3 separate regions of the Mus musculus genome follow, and all the other regions are linked to region 2. The links are chromatin contacts, called in public Hi-C and promoter capture Hi-C maps. All regions are on one chromosome and are shown on one strand. The core of a region is the stretch at or near the end of the contact, and the rest is flanking DNA. Distances in the headings are between cores, read along the strand shown. Region 1 has its middle 79 kb from the start of Gm31894. Region 2 holds the start of Chchd3 (coiled-coil-helix-coiled-coil-helix domain containing 3). Region 3 has its middle 3.4 kb from the start of Gm32533.

Region 1 (3,245 bases), core at 34-2,533, 1.1 Mb before region 2:
CGAATGCCATGATCATATGATAATGTACGCGCATCCTCCACACCGATCACGGGCGAGGTCTCCTTAACGGCTGTGTTGTCACTGAGACCAGGAGACAGAGCAGCTGTCGGGAGACACACATGGTAGCGCTCTGCCTTACAGCACTACACCCCCAAGCCCATGACCTTGACCTTTTAGACAAGGAAAGTCATTTCAGGGCTGGCCTCGGGAAATGCTAGACTCAGAGGAAGCTGGCCTGTCCTTGGCCTCCCAGGCTCCAATCTCAAGGCTCCTATGCTGTTCTGGGATCTCTACTCTGTGCCCTCCTGTCTTCCTGAGCACCAGTCCTCAGGAGCCCGCAGAATTTACACAGCAGGCCTTGCCTACTAATAGGAGCTCAGTAAATCGCCAAGGCTGCAATAGAATTACCAGAGGCCTTGCTCTGTGGTCACCCATGTGGAGAAATGGAGCAAGACAGTGTCCTATCTCTGTAACCCCTTTACCTCACTACTGCTCACAAAACAGGGAAGAAAACTGATAAGGGTCGGGGGCCTGAATCGGATCTCTCCACCCTGGCTTGCCAAAACTGCACCATCTGTTACCTAAGGGAATTCCCTAGGACTCAGAAGACCCATTCTACAGATGAGGAGAGCGAGGCACAGAAAGGTCCAACACGAGTAGGAAGTGACAGCCATGGAGCTGTATCCCAGCGTTCTAGTCCTTCATCCTATCTACTGTAGCTTTGATCTGTGCTCAAAGTTGCCAAGGTGAATATTTATAAACTCTCAGAACTCAAGAGGTTGTGGAGTAAGTAGGCTCCCCCTACCCCCAAATCACTACACAGCTTGCTTTGAAATCAAACTAGAAAATACCTGGGGAGCACAAAGCGGGTAAATGGGGAATGGGCAGGACCTTGAACTTTGCTCGAAGGTCCACATAGAAGAACTCAGGCAGCTTTTCTCCTCCCAGATTCCACTTTGGGTCTCACTTTTATTGGTCTTTTCTTTAGTTATGTGTTGTTGTTGTTGTTGTTGTTGTTGTTGTTGTTGTTGTTGTTGTTGTTGTTGTTGTTGTTGTTGGTGGTGGTGGTGGTGGTGGTGGTGGTGGTGGTGGTGGTGGTGGCTGCAACCCTCTTGATTTGGTGAGACTTAGCTGCTGCGTTCATGCGGTTTAGTCCGAATCCGTAATTCATCATGCGAACAGCAGAGGGCGCTCGTGTCCTTGGAGAACGAATTGGGTTTCCCACCGCCCCGTTCTCATTCATCCGCGAGGTCTTTACTTCTTTGCTACTGGTGCAGGCTAGGGTGGAGCAATGCTTAAGAGAGAGGGCTTCCGAGCCTGCCAGCTGCAGATCCTGGCACATCTGTGTGTGTGCCTTCCTCATCTGTTCTGCCTTTAAGGAAGCAGAGTGGCTTGGGGAAGAAAACGGAGAAGAGGGGGCGGGGCTTCAGAGCGTACTGACCACATCGGTGAGTCGCTCAGGATTAGCATTTCATCTGAGCACAGGTCAGACTGTTCCCAGAGGAGCAGAGAAGCATCAATTCCTAATAGGGTGGGAGTGGGGTGGAGGGGCAGGGTTTATAAACTTGGCGATCTCTCCATGTTTCTTTGGGCAGGTCACCAAGCCCTTGTGTGTCAAGTTTCTGAATATGAAGCGGAGATTATTTAAAAATTGATCATCTCTAAAGTCCCTTCCAGGGCTCAAGCCTGGGTTTGTACCTTTCTCTCAGTTCTTTCGTAGAGCATACTGGCCTCAGCCCTCTGGCATGCCAGAGCCATGTCTGGGGGACTCAGGGGACTAGGTTGACTGACAGGCAGACCGTCCCATTCCAATCCCTGCTGCTGCCTTCTTTCTGCTCCTTGAGGAGGAAGGCTACCTGGTCACCATGTCCTTGAGACAGTTAGTGTGAGCATCACCTGCAGATGCTGCGACCATCTCCTTGAACAGCCATGCTCATCAGCAACACTACACCGCAGCTCTGACCTGAGTGGGAGGAAGGTTTCCTGCACTGAAGACAAGGTGGTGTGATAGGATGGGGGAAACCAAGCTGTGGTCTTGGCTCTGCAAGGACCTCTCTGGGCACATAGGAGAAAAAATCCTTTGTGTCTTTGAGCCTCAGTATGCCCATCCACAGAATGGGTGGCTGGCATTGGTTTCTAGGCCTTTCTGCTTTAAGGACTGCAGCTCTGAATTCTTGTCAAGCATACTTCTCTATCTGACTCTGTGGAGAAGCAGGAGGAAGGGGACTATTTCTGGAAGATACCAGAGAGGGAAGAGAGAAAAGGAAGATAAGGGGAACCCTTAGAAACATGTACCTCCCTGTCTTAGTCAGGGTTTCTATTCCTGCACAAACATCATGACCAAGAAGCAAGTTGGGGAGGAAAGGATTTATTCAGCTTACACTTCCACATTGCTGTTCATCACCAAGGAAGTCAGGACTGGAACTCAAGCAGGTCAGGAAGCAGGAGCTGATGCCGAGGCCATGGAGGGATATTCCTTACTGGCTTGCTTCCCCTGGCTTGCTCAGCCTGCTCTCTTATAGAACTCAAGACTACCAGCCCAGGGATGGTCCCACCCACAAGGGGACTGCCCCACTTGATCACTAATTGAGAAAATGCCTTACAGCTGAATCTCACGAAGACATTTCCTCAAGGGAGGCTCCTTTCTCTGTGATAACTCCAGCTGTGTCAAGTTGACACACAAACCAGCCAGTACACTTCCCGACCTGCAGGGGGTCTTGGTGAGTTAGGGGCATTTTGGCAGCCCTCTGGTCCCCTGTCTGTTCATGTAGACAGACCATAGATATTTGAGACACCCAGAGACTGGGTGTCTCAATAGGGCACAAGAGGAGGCACAGCTGTATGCGTGTGTACCTGTGATGCAAGATATACTTGTAATAAAATGCAAGCACACTTTGCACAGGTGAGCATCGTCAGTAAACACCGGCCCAGCATCCTTCTCCTCCCCACTCCCTCAACAGACCCACACATAAACTCAAGCACCCCTCCAACTATCACATTGATCCCTAAGGCAAAGAACCATTTACTTGAGGAAGCATGTCTTACAAGATATTAATAAAAGATGTGCCACATTTTAACTTTAAAAAAAAAAAAAAAAAAAAAAAAAAAAAAAAAAACCTCTGGAGCACAGAGAGGAGGATGGCGGGAGACAGAAAAGTCAGGCCTAACTGAAAAGTACTTCCCACACCCAAGCCTTCTTGTAAGCACTAGACTTTAGGACACATCAACCAGATTTTCCAATTCAT
Region 2 (3,258 bases), core at 546-3,045:
ATGTATCTGAAAAAGGAAATTTATGTCAAGTTGTATGGCTGAAAGACATAGTTGGGTTTTTCTTGTTTTGTTTTGTTTTTAAAGTTTACAGAAGCTCTTTAAAACAATCTTATCACTTGAATGGAATACATATCCCTGTTGCCCTGCCTATCACTCTACCCTATCTGATATTGTATCTAAATCTCTATGCTGTGCCCAAACTCATACAGTTTGTGTCACTGGCCTGTCTGTGATGAAACATGAGGAGAAAGACTTAATGCATTGTTCTAAACAGTTTTTTCATCTGAAATTTACTTTCCTTTTTTTTTTTTTTTTTTTAAGTTTTCAACATTCTAAGCCTTTTATCGACTTTCTTTTCCTTTCTTTTTTGGTTTTTTTTTTTCCCTCCACCTCTGTACAAAACTCAAGTATGCAGTAATTCTTATCTTACTACAAAAACTACCAACTAAACCACAGCAGGCAAAGGGCTCTATCACTAGTAGAGTGAGAATTGCTGGTCACAGACTCAAAAACTCAGTTCAACAGTCTGGGGTTTCTAATCAATAAAACTTTAATAAGTTCTTTTCAAAGTAACAAATTTCAAAGGAAAAAGTTTTCAAGCAGTTGAAATGTTTTTAAGTTTTTATTTCCTTGTAACTCTTACATAGTTAATTAAGAGTAGTTGTGTAAAAGCAGTAGACAGAAAATATAAAGTACTCTAAAACCTTCTGAAGTCATAGTGCTCTATTTACTAGATACAAGTAAGTGTACTTCCCAAAGCATGAAGCTCCAAAGTCGAGGCAAAGGAGAATATTAAAGTTGTTAGTGTGTATACTAACGCCCTAGAGGAAATTCAAGTTTTCAGTTCATGTATCAAGTACATGCAGAGGGCATTTAATAAGTCTCTATAACGATCCCTTAGAAGTTGTCTCAGTTCTACAACCTTGAAGGCCTGCAAACCGACCTCCGCCCCTAGCAGGCTGGCAGTTATAGGCCTGTATAGTCCAACTGGGTCAGGTTCATAACTTGGGCCAACAAACCACAGGGGAGGCGCCTGGGAAAACGAAATTATCAGGTGGAAGGGAAAGAGCCAGAAGCCAGAAATTAGCAGCAGGGTCAGGAATGACTTGAATGGTAATACCAGAAGAGGGGCAGGGAATAACAGAGGCAAAGAAGAGTAATCCTTAAAACACCAATTCACTCTGAGAAAGAACTGTGCGTGGAAAAGAAGGGCTTGGGTCCTGTACAGGAGGCACACGGACCAGCACAGTGAAGCAAGAGTTTTAATAAAGTCCTGCAACTAGTGAGCAAGGACGACCGTGGTGACCCGGCACCACCACCCCGGCACAGTGCATGGCTCCTGGCACACAACCAAGAACTTTCTCTGAATGGAGGTTCGGAGTCTTGAAACTACGAGCTTCTTCCCAGAGACCCAGACTTCTAGCGGGACAGCAGGGCGGGCCGAGAGCGGAGAAAGCAGGTGCAGCTGTCCCAGGCACATTTCAGCGTTGGGATCCGAGGTCAAAGGCTGCCCTCCGCCCGCCCACGGCACTCACCCGGATGCCCTTCACCACGGTGATGTTCTCGTTCTCGTCCGCCTCGAAGGTGACCCGGCGGGTGCTAGCGGTCCCGCCCATGGCTCCTGCTTCTGTCCCCGCAGAGTCTGGAGCGTGGACCTACGAGCACGTCAGGACCCACGCGCACACTTGCGCGTGAAAGCCCTGGACGCTTCTCTTGCAGGGCAGGAGCAAGGCCACGACCCCAAAAAAGAAGCAAGGAGAAGGCGCCGGTCCCAAAAGCCCGCCTCCTCCGGTCACGTGCCAGAAGTAGGCCGCTTCGGGTTAGCCCGAGAAGCAAACTGCCCGCCTCTTATCAGAAGGTGCACTAGGATTGGCTGGATTGGACCCGGATGCTATGGCAACAGGTGGTGCTTAATAGGGCTTCCGGAGCCTCTGAGAATAATGGGAATTGTAGTCTCGATCCGGAGCGATAGGTGCTGTGACAGGTCTCACTCCCTAAACTGTAAAGTGAACCGAGCATTCTGGGAGTTGTAGTCTTGACAGCCCTGAAGGCCTCCTTCTGGTCTACTTTCAAAAAAGTTGGTTCACCCAACCAGCTTGTTTTGCAGTTGACTCTAGAACCTTAGGTAAGTTAGGTAAATACAGGCTCTCAAAGCTAGATATGGAAGATGCACTCCCCTAAACAAACAACTTGTATATTCCAATTCACAAACCTGTAACAACTAAACTTAGCATTTTGCCACTTAGTCTTTTAAAGGGGCCGAGACTACATATGCCTATGTTCCTATCTTATGACTTTGGTATTTGTCAGTCTGTATGAAATGCAACTTTTAATGTAGGGCTTTCAAATCTACATGCAAAAATGCACAGGAAAAATTATTTACACAAAGATACAGACAGAACACTGCTTCTCGTGTTTGTGTCTCTTATTCACTTACATAAGTTAGATCACAGGATGATTAGACAGAGGAAAATGGTCCGTTCATGGAGGAGTTATAGCAGCGTTAGACAAAGTAGAGATGATCTGTTTTGGAAAGTTTCTAGCTTGGTACTTTACCTCCAAGAAGTCTAAAAATGTTAGGATAACCACACACACAGTTTCAGTTTTGTTGTTATTTGGTTATTTGGTTGATTTTAGGGTTTTTTTGTTTTGCTTTTTTGTTTGTTTGTTTGTTTGTTTGCTGTCAAACACTGTTGCTAAAAGTACAGTATGATCTTAGATTTATGGAGCCAGAGAAATACCCTTTCATTTAGAAATTAGATGGATGGGACTACTGATGTAGCTCAGTTGTCTATGCAATGCCCCAGGCCTGAGCTATGTGAAGGAGGAGAAAAAACAAGAGGGAAGAAGAAGAGTGGGGCAGAAGGGGGATGGGAGGGGAGGGGACAGAACTAGCTGAACAAAAATACCTTTTTCAATTTGCCCTTCTCAACATTAAAAGACAGAGAATACAGCATACCATGGCATCCTCCTAGGCCAAAGGGATCCACAATGTTGAAGAAATATTTTTGAGCTTCAGTTATTTGTCAGCATGTCAGAATCTGTAGCGCAAGACACTATGTCCCTCCCGCTGCTATATCCCAGCATATAGCAGCAGTGCCCTTCATCTCATTGTGTCGTTCTTTTCAACACATGTGCTCTAAATCACATGATATTCTCCTGCAGTTCTGAAACTGCCTGCCCCTGTCTGCGTCCTCCCATTACATCACAGTTGAGCTTGCTTCTCTTGAGAACCCAGATACACAGGGATTGCCGTTC
Region 3 (3,470 bases), core at 651-3,150, 1.1 Mb after region 2:
GAAAGCCGGTACGTGCTGCGAGCAATCGCATGTGTGCCGCCAGTAATCTCTGAGGAGAGCTGTGTGTGCCGCGAGCAATCGCCATTATAAGATGGCGTGGGCCTCCGCTGTGCCTAACTAGTAAACAAGCTTTGTACGCAGGTGCAAGAGTGAATTCACTCCTAGTCACTCCCATTCTCGGGGTGTAATAGTGGGGTGATGGGCAAGCAACGAATCGGGAGCTGTCACGCCATATCAGGTGCTGAAACGTCACGCTGCGGGTTATAAAAGCAGCGCCATTTTCCCGGTTCGGAATCTTCCTGAGAAGCAAGCAATAAAGCTTTTGCCGCGGAAGATTCTGGTTTGTTGCGTCTTTCTTGCCGGTCGAGCGGGACGCAATACAGAGTATTGAGGAGACCACAGTGGGCTCTGACCAGCATCCGAAAGAAAAAGACAGACGAGATGGGTGGGGTGGGGGAAGTGGGGATGGGAGTGGGGTGCAGACCCACAGGAACCTCACAGGGGCTCACAGGGTTGCCCCTAGTGTGGCAAAAATTCTGGGAAGAAAATCTATGTTATCCTCAGAGGAACCCTCCCACCTAGGGGGCGTTTCTGCCTTGTTAGATTAACTGGAGAAAAGGTCACTCCTCCACCTAGAGATAGAGTCCCGTGTTTTATTACAGCAGGGAGACAGCAAGCCATTTGTTAGCGGTAAAGCTAAGCGAAGTTAATCACCTCACCTATGTTTGTGTTCCTCACAAGTGTTAATAGCATTAATTCTCTCTCCTCTCTCCCTGCCCTTCTCCCTCTCCCTCTTCCCCTCACCCCCGTATGTGTGTGTGTCTGTGTGTATACATGTGTGGGCATATGGTGTGTGTGAGTGCACACATGTACCGCGGCATACTTGTGGAGGTCAGTGGCCAGCTCCAGGTGCCTGGATTCCACCTTGCTTGAAACACAGTCTCTTGTTCCCGCTCTGCAGGCCTGGCTAGCTGGCCTGAGTTTTGGTGGAGTCTTACTCTGTCTCTCATCCCTCAGTAGGAGGATGCTGGGAATGTGTGCTACCTTGTCTGTTTTTTTCCATGGGTTCTGGACATTGGAACTCAGGTCGTCATACAGGCATGGTAAACACTCTGCCCACAGAGCCATCTTCCCAGGCCAGCAATAACTTTCAAAGATTCTCAAGGCCAAGTGTAAGGGAGTAGATACTTTACCCAAGACAGGAGTGGTGGCAGCTGCCTTTGACCCCAGCACTCAGCAGGCAGAGGCAGGAGGATCTCTTTGAGTCTGAAGACAGCCTGAGCCACGTAGAGAAAGCCTATCTCAAAAAGAAAAAAAAATTAGTCTTGGAGCTGGAGAGTTGGCTCAGTGATTAAGAGCTCTTACTGTTCTTGCAGGTTCAAGGCCCAGCTCTGTGACTTCTGGAAAACCACCCATATATACAAAATAATAAAATAAATCTTTAGAAAATATAAAAAACAACAACAAAGCAATAGTTTAATACTTGTGCACAACAAAATATAACACACTATATACCATAAAATTGCGATTATATACCATCAAAATGATTCTTTAAAGATTGAATGCCACTAGCAACGAGCTCATGCTAACTGAGGAAGAGTTTCCCGATCATAAATCTATTTTAGAACTGAAATTCATTGTACTGAAATCACCCTGAGTGAAAACACCCACACCCTCACCTGTTTGAGCGAATATTCAGTACACTGAGCACAGCTGAGTATGTTGCGTACTCACCTCGGGCAGTTTTGGGCATCCGTTATTAGTGGGGTGGTCCTTACTAGGCTATTCAACCAAGCACCCCAGACCACAAGCCCCCATTCTTCCAGGAAGCCTGCACTGCTGGATGGTGACCCATTCATGCTCCACCACTGCCCTCTAGTGTCTGGTATGCAATCCCAGCCTAGCATTTACCAGTTTTCTCAGCACAGCTAATGCTCTCTCCATGAGAGCAAGGATGACATTCTGCCCCTGTGTGTGCTCAGCTCCCATCATAATGCCTAACTGAGATGCTCACACATAAACATCTGTATTGTGAATTCATCTCTAACCAAGCAAACGCAGGGAACGGATAGATTCCTAGGTTCCATCATTAAGTTCTTCTAACCCTCTCTGTACCTTTTATTTTTGTCATGTCTCACGCTATTGCTGTGTTTATTATGTTTATCCTCTTGGCCTCTGGCCATCGTCCTTTCTATCTCTCTGCAGCCTGAGCACGTAAGACGGAACTTCAAAATAAGTGAGGGGCAGAGGTCTCCATGGCGTGTGTCTATAGCTTTAGTGATAATCTTTCTTGACAGGCAGGCTGGAAATTCAAAGGCATATTTTGTTTCCCTTTCAGCTCCTGCCTTCTGAATTGAGTTGTAAGTCTGGTGAAAAAGTTACTGCTATTTTGTATGTCTGCAAATCTCACGAAAAGTCTGGCTATGTGGCCAGCCCAAGCATAGGAAATAGAGGGATGTACATTACAGTGTAAGAAATTAATGCACGTTTATTGAAAGGCATAAGAATGGCCCAGAGCATGCCACCATTGGCTTTAGTAATGCTGGCAGAGGTGTAAGCCCTTGTTCTGGCCCTTCTGCACAGCTTACACCCCCTCGGGAGGGATTGTTCATGCACTATCGAGTTTATGGATGGAGACGGTGAGGCTTACAGGGATCAGCAGCTTTCCAAACCTGGCAGCAGGTTGTGAAACTTTCGAAAACCCAGATCTGTTTGATTCCAGTGGCTACATTCATGACAGTTCTAACTGCTGGCCCAAGCGGCCCCTGGCCTCATCATGGCTGAGACTGTCACCCAGGAATCTGGCAAGACTCCTCAATGCACTCCAGCTTGTGGGCTGGTCCCCACCTCCTGCTCTTTCTTGGACAAACTGCTCTCAAGCCATGCTGGGTTCCTTTTGTGACAGCGCCATCTTGGCTGGGAAGACTGGGCTTCTTCTTTCTTTTAATTCTGTGCTTACTATGTTCCTTCCTCGGGGAAGGTCTTTCCTGAGCACCTGAAGTCAGCCTGCTCTGATTTCTTAAAAATGACATTGATAGTCTTAAAAAAAAAACTTTATTCATTTTTATTTTAAATATATATGAGAGTTTCTCTGCATGTAAGTGTACCATGCAGTGCTTATAGACACCAGAAGAGGGCAGCAGATCTCCTGGAATTGAAATGGGAGGCAATTGTGAGCTGTTGTGTGGGTGCTGGGAACAGAACCTGGACCTCTGCTAGAGCCACAGATGATGTTAACCAACAAGTTGTTTCTCCAGGCCCAACCCAATTCTTTTAATTAGTTCTTATGGATAGTCTCTCCCATTTGGTAGTAAGTACCAGTAATTTGGGGTGCACTTCTTATGCCCAAACCTGTGCCTGGCACACCACACCCAGTATCTCCCTGTGCTAGCACATTCATTCCTTTATTATATGTCAAAATTCTTAAAGCTGACATGTGTTGAACAGCACTCCCATGCTTGGACCATGCC

Evidence for each region. Promoter capture Hi-C pulls out the DNA fragments that hold promoters and counts their contacts. Hi-C and Micro-C count contacts between places; a contact is called where the count stands out from the background.
Region 1: a contact with region 2 is called in a promoter capture Hi-C map of hippocampal neurons, with 4 times the contacts expected there. The contact joins the enhancer-like site here to the promoter of Chchd3 in region 2. A contact is called at or near these places in 2 of 39 promoter capture datasets (embryonic stem cells and hippocampal neurons), 1 of 484 Hi-C or Micro-C datasets (embryonic stem cells) and 3 of 115 datasets of contacts at active chromatin or transcription factors (embryonic forebrain, embryonic stem cells and stem cell-derived neural progenitor cells).
Region 3: a Hi-C map of double positive thymocytes shows a contact between it and region 2, with 3 times the contacts expected there. The contact joins the enhancer-like site here to the promoter of Chchd3 in region 2. A contact is called at or near these places in 2 of 39 promoter capture datasets (the 3T3-L1 cell line and pre-B cells), 17 of 484 Hi-C or Micro-C datasets (B cells, CD4 T cells, CD8 T cells and 9 more), 5 of 115 datasets of contacts at active chromatin or transcription factors (the SCID.adh cell line, astrocytes and embryonic stem cells) and 1 of 9 other capture datasets (embryonic stem cells).

Annotation. Positions count from the first base shown.
Region 1 is chr6:31,937,163-31,940,407 of GRCm38.p6, forward strand. No RefSeq gene overlaps it. Among named protein-coding and RNA genes, the nearest start is that of Gm31894, 79 kb to the right of the region's middle. Within about 2 kb of position 1,284, at least 46 of the 459 cell types and tissues checked have an H3K27ac peak or open chromatin away from gene starts, as enhancers often do. A contact at or near this core is called in embryonic stem cells and hippocampal neurons, where this site is marked.
Region 2 is chr6:33,058,465-33,061,722 of GRCm38.p6, forward strand. It overlaps Chchd3 (coiled-coil-helix-coiled-coil-helix domain containing 3), which reads right to left and starts at 1,796. Exons shown (of 8, transcript NM_025336.2): 1 at 1,536-1,796. The coding sequence starts at 1,616.
Region 3 is chr6:34,192,046-34,195,515 of GRCm38.p6, forward strand. No RefSeq gene overlaps it. Among named protein-coding and RNA genes, the nearest start is that of Gm32533, 3.4 kb to the right of the region's middle. Within about 2 kb of position 1,901, at least 25 of the 459 cell types and tissues checked have an H3K27ac peak or open chromatin away from gene starts, as enhancers often do. A contact at or near this core is called in the SCID.adh cell line, astrocytes, double positive thymocytes and 1 more, where this site is marked.